2 separate regions of the Triticum aestivum genome follow, and region 2 is linked to region 1. Evidence: chromatin contacts called from public HiCAR-type data. All regions are on one chromosome and are shown on one strand. Each heading gives the region's core, a stretch centred on a gene start, on an enhancer-like site or on the middle of the called end of the contact. The rest is flanking DNA. Distances are from core to core; before and after follow the strand shown. Region 1 has its middle 140 kb from the start of LOC123053200. Region 2 has its middle 140 kb from the start of LOC123053203.

Region 1 (5,235 bases), core at 2,037-4,536:
GAACTTCACCGAAAGGGGGCACAGGTATGCCAGATCAGGCGCCAATGATCAGACACAATAGATCGCAAAAAAGTGTGTCATGGCAGGAGGTCGTGGAGTTGACGCAATTGTCAGTCCATCCCCAACGAATTGTGTCGGGCTGAGAGGTAAGCTCTGCCAGCTGTAACCGGCGCCACATGTCCACATACTCGAGGGTGGCGGTCGGGCTAAGCGAGCCTTGGATGTATAAGATCCAATCACGACTCAATCCGTGATCGCCGCCTCCTGATAGGCACAAAAGCCATCTGGAAGGGCGTGAGCTCGAATTTCGAAATGTCGTTCTTTTGAAAATGAGAGCCTACTCACCCGGTCTGGTGAAGAGTGTACATTTGCCTTTACAATTTGTCAAAAAAAGAGTGTACTTCTATTTTCACAATGCATTTTAAAGTAGAGAAAATGTTTCTCTCTCATCACATGGTAATCAAGACCAATAACATTATATACATGGTTTCCTTAATTTTTACATGCACTTAGCTCATTGTGGATCGAGTAATTAAAGAGGAGAGAGATGGTGGCTTGCACATTTTAATATTATATATATATATATATATATATATATATATATGTATGTACACTTTTCACCGGACGAAAGGAGTACATACTAGAAGCTACTCAAGTTAAATGGATATATATGCGTTAAGACGAGGACACGCAGGAGCCGAGGTGCCTTCCCTACCCTAGCCGCCGCAACGCCTGGCGACTAGGGAGGCGATTTTCTTCCTCCGATCTCAGCCGGCCAGGGCGTTGGCCCCCTCTCCCTCCGGCTGCTCTGGTGGCAGGAGGGAGGGGGGACCCCGTTCCTCCGCTCTGTAGTTAGGTTTTGGATTTGTAGGTCGTGGTGCGTCGTTGGGGTGATAGGAGCGGCGCCCGGATGAATAAATCTGCCTCAGCTTCACTCCCACACCGGCGGTGTCCTTCATGGCGGCGTCTCGGAGTTGATGGCATCGTGTGTTTGCCGATCCTTCAGATCGACTATGTTAGGGTTCATGGATGGTGTCGGCGAGGCGGCGGCGGCGACTCCATCAGGTGTGTCTCTCCTTCTGCTCTGTCCCCGTTGATGTGGCGTTGTCTCCGACGTCATGGTGGAGCAGGGAGGTTTTATCGTCCAGGAGTACGCGCAGACGGTTGTCTGCGCAAGTGACAGCTGGAAGATGGTGCATCCCGTGCTGGGTTTGTGGTTGTTGGCTGACAGTTCTGGTTTCCTCCTTCGACGTCGTTGTCGTGCAGGGGTATCAGATCTAGAGTTCGATGGCGTGTCCGGGGACATGTTGCCCCGGTCTGATTCTTTCAACGGCAATGGTTTTGCTTCTGGCAAACTACTTTCGAGGTCCGTAAAGCTGCAGATCAGCGATGGAGTCGCGTCGAGCTCGGGTGAAGAGGTGATCTGTTTTCCTTCCCTTTGGTGGCCGCTTCGGTGGTGTCGAAGGAGAGGAACATGCGCTGGTATTTTGCATAGGATTATCCTATCTTTCCAGTCTTGTAATGTTGGTGCTTACGTACCTTGTAACCGGATCTTTATTTTATAAATGAGACACGTATTACCATGCAAAAAAAAGTTAAATGAATATTTCATCCGGGAATTCTAAATTTTCACAAAAAAAGGAGAATCCTACGAAATTATCTTGGAATTCCTCAAGTTAAATAAGGCCTCCAGGCAGGGGTGCCATATTTTTCATTTTATTTTGAGATAGCAACCCGTGGCATTTCCTCTTTCTTACTTATTTAAGTTGAGCCGTGTCCTATGTGCACCCAACCATCATCCCATCTATATCTATACCAATATAAAAAGACTCAAACGGGTAGATTCAAACCATTTTGACCGGCAAACCATGTTATCTAATGGTTCAAATCGCTTCAATGTTGAACACCAAACATGTTTAACGCTCTAATTACCCACCACTGCCATTGGTTATAAACATATTTTGACTCAACGCTATCCTTTGAAATCTGTCATGTAATTAATATCCTACCATTCCTGAGAAAAAGTAATTGTTATCTTACCAAATACCAACGTGCAACAGATATATCTTACTACTTAATATAACGTGCAACTAATATCCTACCAAAGAGCATGGTTAATAGAAGAGCCGGTTGCTGGCTCTATACTCATGCCATGTTATATATAGCCTTTGTAAAAAAGTTTCTCATATAATAAGCCTGGCTGTAAGTTGGCTGTAGCAATTAATGTTTGCATGCATGGGTAAGAAGGCAGATGCATTTGATTGGAAGTGAGAAAGCAGCGCCCAGCTTTGAGTGCTTTACATGGGCTGCATGCATCCTTTTCCCTCGTGTATAGTGCTAGAGCCCGGCGCTTGCTGCCTTTCTTCTCTCTCCTTTGACTAGTATTTTTGCTGACCTGGACATCTTATAGCCTGCTGACTCAACCTATTATATTTGATAAACGTGCATTGCACGTACATTATTACTCCCTCCGTTTTCTTTTAGTCTGCGTCTAAGTTTTTCTCATTTTTCTCCTTTTAGTCTGCGCGCTAGCTTTTTACCCCTCGTTCTTCCAAAACTGCCCTTCATTTTTAGCTGTGCAATTCGTATGCATTAATTACTTGGAAGAAAGAGGGCATGCATGCAGTGGTCGAGCACCCTTGGCAGCATGCATGCGGGGCGTGGGGAACGAGGAGTGAGGAAGGCAGCCAATCAACGGAAATGCAGTTACAGCTGCGCAACAAAATCGGTCATGGAGATCAAGGCAGATCACACGCCAGCTCATGGGTAAAACAGTCCAGATTTTTGCTTCCTCAGCTCTCCTTGGTATCCGTGATTGCTCTTAGGCGCAAACTAAATAAAAATGGAGGGAGTACTAGTATAGTACTACGTAATAACTTAACAGAAAAAGGCAGGCGGTGGTGGTCCCACCTGGCACTGATTACCGAGAAGCGCCACACACGCGCACCTGCACACGCATCCGCCACTCGATAGGAGAGAAGAATGATCAGAGACGGTGGATCCCACGCACATACTACAATATCGAAAACGAATAGAGTCACATGATATTGTCGAGTGAGCAGCACCTCCTCCTCCTCGCTTGGCTACACCGTCGTGGTCGCAAGTTGCACGCCTGCCTGGTGCATATCCTACTGGAAATGGAACAGCCAAACCAAAGATGTGACGGGAGGGGAAGGAATACGTGTACTTTGTTGTCGTTTCGCGTCGAGGACAAGGAGCGAGCGCGGTGCCGTGCATGTATCGCACTGCGCCTGCTGTAGTTTTCGCGGCGAGTGAGGCGAGCGCAACACCTACTAGTGAATGAACGAATGAAGGCGTACAGATCCTGTCGACAAGCGACGGTCACATGCCTCGACCACATGCTTTGTGCGGTGCATGCATAATTGTGCAAGTAGGAGCGTCCGTGACGCCACGATCCATCTATATCTATACGGACGGAATAATGGCTGGACTGGACACGCTGGTCCACGGCGCTCATCACCTCGTGCCATCCATTGCCCTTTTCTAGAGCTTGCCGAACAAGATGGCCTGGCCTGATAGGTCTTGGATCATGTGATCATCTCCCTGCGGATCGATGTGTGCACATGTCGTCCCAGAGATAGAGATTTTTTTTTTCGAAGATCCCAGAGATAGAGATGGTAGTATACTAGTCACTGTAGGAAGATTAGCATGCGAGAAGATTTTGTATCATCGAGTCAAAGCACCACTAGACGACAGAGTAAATTGCAGAAAACCACCGCTTCAAAAGCTAGGTTAGCAGAAAACATTGCGCTGCATTTCTTTGTAGAAAACACAAGTCTTGTGTAATTGTTTTGCAAATATCACTCATCAGAGAATTTGGCTCTATTGATCGCGTTTGTGACAGATGGGGCCTGCTAGTCAAGCTGACATGGCACCAATTTCTCACACCATTACGTTGACTTGTTTTGCTGGATGTGGAGCATGCTTGTTAGTGTAATACTACCTTTCTTTTCTCTCGTTCTCCTCTCCTCCCTAATTTCTTTCTCTCTCTCTCTCACTCTCTCTCTCTCGTCGCACCCGCGCCATGGAGCTCCATGGAGGAGCGGCGCTGCCGGCCAACGCCATAGCACCGGAACTCCGCGATCATCGCCGCCATTAGCCCGCGCTCGCCTAGATCCGGCAAGAACCGAGCCGCTGCAACCTTCCGCTTCCGGTTCCGCCCTTCCGGTCCGCGCGGTAACGGCGACGACGACCTCTGCCTCGGCCAGGGGCAGGACGGGCTCCGTGTGGAAACGGCGGCCTCTACCACGGCCGGAGGCGGGACGGGAGGCGGGCCTCGCGCGGGACGCGCTGTGGGCATGCCCGGCGTCCACTGCTGCCCTCATGGTCTCGTCCGATCAATTGACCTCAGCAACACGAGGATGGCGATGGCCGCGTGGGAGTCATCCTCAGCAAGGCCTTGCCCGAGGCCGCTGCCCGGGTCCTCAACGCGACAATGATGGCGGAGGCCTCTACCTCAGCTGGGGGCGGGACGGGCGTGTGCGTTCGCGCCCTCACCTGTGCGTCGACCTGGGTGGTGAAGATAAGACGACCAGATTTGTTTACTTTTTTCTTCTAATGACAGGTGGACCTCACAGGACCACACATGACGATAACATTACGAAACGTCGCCGTTAGAATATGAGGCGTTAAGCGGTGCCATGTTAGCCTAACAGCAGGCCCCATCATTCATAAACGCGATTGTTACATTGGATAGAGGCGGATTTGATGGAATCGATGTTTATTGCTTGAACCTATATATATACATCCGGTCTATTCTGCTAATATTAGCAGAATAGTCATTCTGCTAACACTTCCGCACTGCACGCTCAACACAAGTGTGCGTCATTGTTTGAAGCAAGAGCACTGCACTATTGTGGCGAGTGAACTTCCCGTCGCAAAAAACTGCACGCAGTTTTTTCGGTACTATTTTCGCTCCAGTTTATAAATCGTTCGTCGGAACGAGGCGTGTAATATACCGTTGCAAAGCTATGGATTAGGCGCAACTCCGTCATGTAGAAATTTTTTCGAGATTCCTCACGGTTTAAGAGCAGTTTTAAAAACGGTGCAGCAAACGACGAGTGGCAGCGAGCGTATTTTTGCGGTTTTTTCTAAACCGCTCGTTCGAAACGAAGCAAATGATACGCCGTTCAAAAGATATCATCGAGGCGCAACTTTTTCATATGTATTTCTTTCTCTAATTTGTTATTGTTTAAGAGCAGATTCAAATTTACT
Region 2 (5,235 bases), core at 1,890-4,389, 450 kb after region 1:
CAGAGATCGCATTTCAACGTATTTCATCATGAAATTTTACACACATGTGGGTTACATCCTTACATACACGCATATTTTTTTAGAATTTTTTGAAACATAAAAGTTTGAATTTTAATTTTTCAAAACTAAAGGCCTCCATGGAGCTCAGCCTCCAAAACGCCATTCTCAACTAATGGTACCTATATATTTTGTGATGATTATCCTCTCGACCTTGTTATTTGTTCTAAGTCACATCATTGTTTATGCCATTCGACAACCTAAGATGAAGTTCTCTATCCGGAAGTACTATCTCTTTTCCACTGGCATGTATATATTGCATTCATGAGAAATAGAAAGGTCAAGAGGAAATATTGTTATCAGTGTGTACCTCTCTCTGTTGGTGGTTTCAGCTTCTCTGTATTCAATGCTTCTTTTAGTTGAAGAGTACCTGCAAGAAAAAATCATGATTTGAATTCATATTCAAGAGATATGAACTATCAATCTATACATAGAGTTCTAAAATCATTAACTGTTTTGATTTTTATCGGTGTCAATAGTTGCTGGTTGGCGAGAGGGAGATATAGCATTGTTTTAGCCTTGTAGTATGTTGATCATTGGAATGCAGCAAATTTTGGTCAGAGGTGTTTAAATAGAGCCTTTTACTTCAATTTTCTGGTTGATGGCAAACCTCTGGATACTTATTGGTGAAGATGGAGTAATCAGTTCTTTACTTTGAGATGGCTGAAAGTATTTCATGGCTCGTGTTAGTTTTATTGTAGGAAATTATGATTGAAATTAGGCTCAAGAAGATACTTTCTTAAGGAATAGAAAGTGTCTACCTTTGTAGAGGGCAACATTTGTTCATTGTCGACCGAGAAGCTTTTCTTTATTACATAACTTGTGGGGAACCTAGATATGAATTAATCTTCATTCTAGTAAGTATGGCATCGACTCTTACTATGGAAGGGTCTTTGTCATGAAGATCATACTCTAGCAAGCGCCAAACAACCTCATTTGGCGTAATATAGGGACATTCTAGATGAGTATATCTCGTTTCACTTGATGAATCATATGGTCCAGCATTGGACAACATTGAAGATCTGGCACAATCAAATCCTTTTGTCACATAGTACTTGAAAATATATGTGTACATACCATTATGTTCAACCTTCTATGTATTTTGACATTGCTATTTAACTACCAAGTAGAGATTGCGAGGAACAATAAATCGTTGATCAATGATACTGCAAATTGTATGAGACCATCCTTCACTATAAAGGTGTAAATAATTAAAATTCAGAGATGAGAGCTTGTGTACCAAGGCGAGCAGCAAGGGACGTATGAAGCAATGAAGCCAATGCAAGCATCAAGGGACCTATGAAGCAAAAGGTCGACCACCTAGCGACGACTACAAGAACTGAAGTGAGCTGAAGGCGCGCCGCCGTCATCACCCCTCCCTCGTCGGAACCAGACAAAACTTGTTGTAGTGGATAGTCGGGAAGTCGTTGTGCCAAGACGTCGTAGGACGAGTGCGCCAAAACAGCAACCGTCGCCGATGACAAGTAGTGTAGATCATTGTATTGTCATGATTGGAGATGAATAGATGGAAAGTTTTCTCGTAAAAAGAGGGTTTATTAGTCACATCTTATTTTGAATCAAAGTTTGATCACACATTGGACTAACAAAATGTTAATGCATGTAATAAAAAAATTATATTGTTGGATTCGTATTTGAATGTAGTCCAATGACATTATTTTTGTTACATATAATTTATATTTTATTAATTAAAATCATAGCCAAAATCTGACGTAAATTAGGATTGAGACTAGTAAACCCAGACAGAGGCAGTAATGACGATAACGAAAGCACTAGAAAGAAAAAATAGTTGTTCTAGCGGTAGCGACTGGCACTTGGCAGCGATGTGACGAGAGATTTCCCGGCGGGTACCAATCCATCTCTTTCTGCTGTCCACATTTGAGATTTCACACACGCGCGGCAACTACCAGCGACCTAAACCTCTAAACTAAACCAAACTTAACACATGGCTGCCTAATCGAACCTGGAAGGAAGGAACGTCAATCCATATAGCAGCAGTACGTAGCAACTAGCAAGTGGACAGGGAAATGGGGACGCGTCCAAATTACAGGTGGTCCATGTGCGTGTCCCGTCATTTTTTGTAGGCGAGTCCATTTAAGTTGCTCGCTGCAGCCAGGCGCAGTGCACGTCAAGCTATAATCGTGGCGGTGTCGTTTGATGCCAACCTGCCATGCTTTCCTGAATGCGATTAGTGCGTCCGTTCTTTTCAGCTGAATTTGTTGAAGTTGACGGGATGGAAACGTCTAGCTAGGAGATACTGTACTAGATAGATGCCCAGTATCCATCATACGGATGGACACTTTGTAGCGTCTTTGAGCTATTGGATTGGTGATATACGACTTGACCGTGCAATAGCTAGCTCATTAATGTGCTGGTTTATTTAAGTGGTTGGACAAATCGTTGGTCTGGTCCAACGAGTGGTGTGATGTGGCGATAAATCAACACAAAACGTGGCGTCCAAACAAATACTGTACTGTAGTATGGCCCATCTTGTGCGAGTGTGCGACAAAGACGCTGACGAGATAGACGTTGAAGCTTTAATTTTATGCTTTTCTTGTGGAGAGAGCCGCCCACATCACGCACGGTCGGTCCTGCGGTTAATCTTGTTCGAGCGAGGACGGTTGGACGGAAGTGAGAAAGCAACCCTATAACTCGAGCGACACGGCACTGGCAGTGGCAGCGGCAGCTGGAATCCATCCATTGTTTGTCAACAAAGTAGACGACGCTGATGGGATGAGCTTTCGAGACGTGACAAAGTATTCGGCACATAATTAGAGACGATAGCATTTGCTTTGTTTTCTTGGTGACATGGACGCCACACTAGCATAGCATCCCCCGGCCGGCTTATCTTGACCAGTAGAGGCAAAGGAAGTGGTGGTGGAAGTGGAACAGCTAAATGGCATGCCAACCGAGAGCGAGAGAAGAGAAGGCCGCCGCGCGGCGTGCATGTGGCCATGCCGCGTCTCGAAAGCCCCACCGCGCACGGCACGGCACGGCGTATTCGCCGTTGGCTTTTCCTGGCGTCCCGGTCATTATGGCGTGGCCGTGGTGGTGGTGCGGCTCCCACCCACTGTATACGTGCCGCTGCTGTCGCATGCATGCATGTGTGGTCACACGCTTGCCCACCCCACAGGTACACAACAAACAAGCCGTGACAGCGGCACGGAGATATGTTTTGAGTGCTCCTACTCCAAGTTTTGGTTCCAGCCTAGTTTGTCATGGAGGAGCAATTTCTTTTGAAGACCGTCCGAAGAGAATCCCGCAGCTACCGCCGTCCCTGTTACCTCCAATTTATTACTGCTCCTTTCATCAAACTGAGCGGAGCAGAGCAGAGCAGTGCGGCAGCAGCGATATGATATGATCTGATCTGGCCACCTGCACGTCCAACTGTACCCTGCCTGCCATGCTGCACCCAACAGAAAGGTGAAAGAAGTCGAGTACAGTACTACCTCCATCTTCACTGCTTCCACCAAACGACAGGCGAGGCAGGCGCAGGACTACGTGCTGCGCTGCCATGCATGGATCTGCCAGTGCACCCCGGGCTGGTTGCAGCACGGAAGAAAGCAAACAAAACAGGACATGGGCTGACGGATCTTCACTGCTGGCTGGGCATCCACTGCTAATGCTAATAATAAATAACAGTACAATTCATTGGCACGGTGCAGTATTGCTGAGGCAAGGATTTGAAGCTGCTAGCACCATGGCCTCTCTGGACGGCATTCCCTAAACGGCGCCCGTTGCGCCCGTTACATGCATGGGCGCAAACGGGCGCACATCCCCGCGGCGCAGTGGGCCGGCCTATTTACATGTTTTTATTTTGAATTTTAATGAATTTTTTAAAATTGATGAACCTTTTTTGAATTTTGACGAACTTTTTTTTAAAATTGATGAACCTTTTTTGAATTTTCATTAAAAAATTCAAAACCGGTGAACTTTTTTCAAAATCCATGAACCTTTTTTTGAATTTTGATGAACTTTTTTCAAATATGTGAACTTTTTTCTCAAGATTTGAGAACTATTTTTCAAAATCGATAGACATTTATCTCAAAATCATGAACTTTTTTTCAAAATCGATTATTTTTGTTCAAAACAAATGAACTTTTCTGTAATTCATGGACTTTTTTCAAAATGTTTTCAAAAAGTAAAGAAAAATCAAAGTGCTACAGTAAACATTTACGTGTGCAATAAATTACGCGACTGCAAATGTACTTATAAATTTCGCCCTGGATTTGGTCAGTAGTGCATAGTAGGTCACGTGGTTAGCCAGACTCGTTCGCTGCTCTCATGGCGCGGGTTGGATCCTCGCTGAGAACCATTTGGGGTTGTTTTTTTTCCGCTTTTTTCGCGCTACCCCTGTAACGATTGTATTTCGCTGGGCCAGCCCACTCGCAACTCCTTTGGGCGCCAGTACGAGAAACCGGCGCTGAAAGCGCCGGTTAGGAGCTCCCTCTCTGGACTCGCTGCGTTTGTCCGGATAATCCTACCAGATGGGCTATGGATGCCCTACCAGATGGGCTGCAGGGTTGTCGCTGTAGCTGCCATATATGTGGGAGCTCCTACTCGGCGCTTCAGGTGCAAACGCTGGTGGGCAGGCCCATGTAGATTTCGCATTTTATTTCTCCATGGTTCACTCGATTGCATTTGAAAATAAAATGACAACAATCGCAAAAAAAAATCATGAATTCAAAAATATTCATGGATTTTGAAAAAAAGGTTCATGAATTTGGGAAAAAGTTCATCGATTTTGAAAAAACTTTCATCGATTTTGCAAAAAGTTCATTGATTTTGAAAAAAGTTCATCAAAATTGAAAAGTTTCATGGATTTTCGAAAAATGCCCACAAATTTGAAAAAACTTCATCAATTTGAGAAAAAGTTCATCGACTTTGAAAAAAGTTCATCAAATTGAATTAAAAATCATAAATTTTGAGAAACTGTTAATTGATTTGAAGAAAAATTCACGAACCTGGTGAAAAAACAACAAACTAGGAAGAAGAAAAAAGAAAAAGGAAAAAACAGAAAACATAAAACGAAAAAGGAAAAAAGGAAAAAGGAAAGAGAAAAGATGGAAGAAGAGGTTAGATATCAGATCGGGCAAGGGGGTGTGGTGGTTACTGCTACGTACCACGATAATAGAGGTCGCTCGTTCGATTCACAGCGGG

Evidence for each region. HiCAR-type assays count read pairs that join an accessible place to other places.
Region 2: a HiCAR-type map of leaf shows a contact between it and region 1, with 5 times the contacts expected there. The contact joins two enhancer-like sites. A contact is called at or near these places in 1 of 5 Hi-C or Micro-C datasets (leaf) and 1 of 1 datasets of contacts at active chromatin or transcription factors (leaf).

What each region holds. Positions count from the first base shown.
Region 1 is chr2D:371,206,820-371,212,054 of IWGSC CS RefSeq v2.1, forward strand. No RefSeq gene overlaps it. Among protein-coding and RNA genes, the nearest start is that of LOC123053200, 140 kb to the right of the region's middle. Within about 2 kb of position 3,287, at least 6 of the 8 cell types and tissues checked have an H3K27ac peak or open chromatin away from gene starts, as enhancers often do. A contact at or near this core is called in leaf, where this site is marked.
Region 2 is chr2D:371,653,627-371,658,861 of IWGSC CS RefSeq v2.1, forward strand. No RefSeq gene overlaps it. Among protein-coding and RNA genes, the nearest start is that of LOC123053203, 140 kb to the right of the region's middle. Within about 2 kb of position 3,140, at least 7 of the 8 cell types and tissues checked have an H3K27ac peak or open chromatin away from gene starts, as enhancers often do. A contact at or near this core is called in leaf, where this site is marked.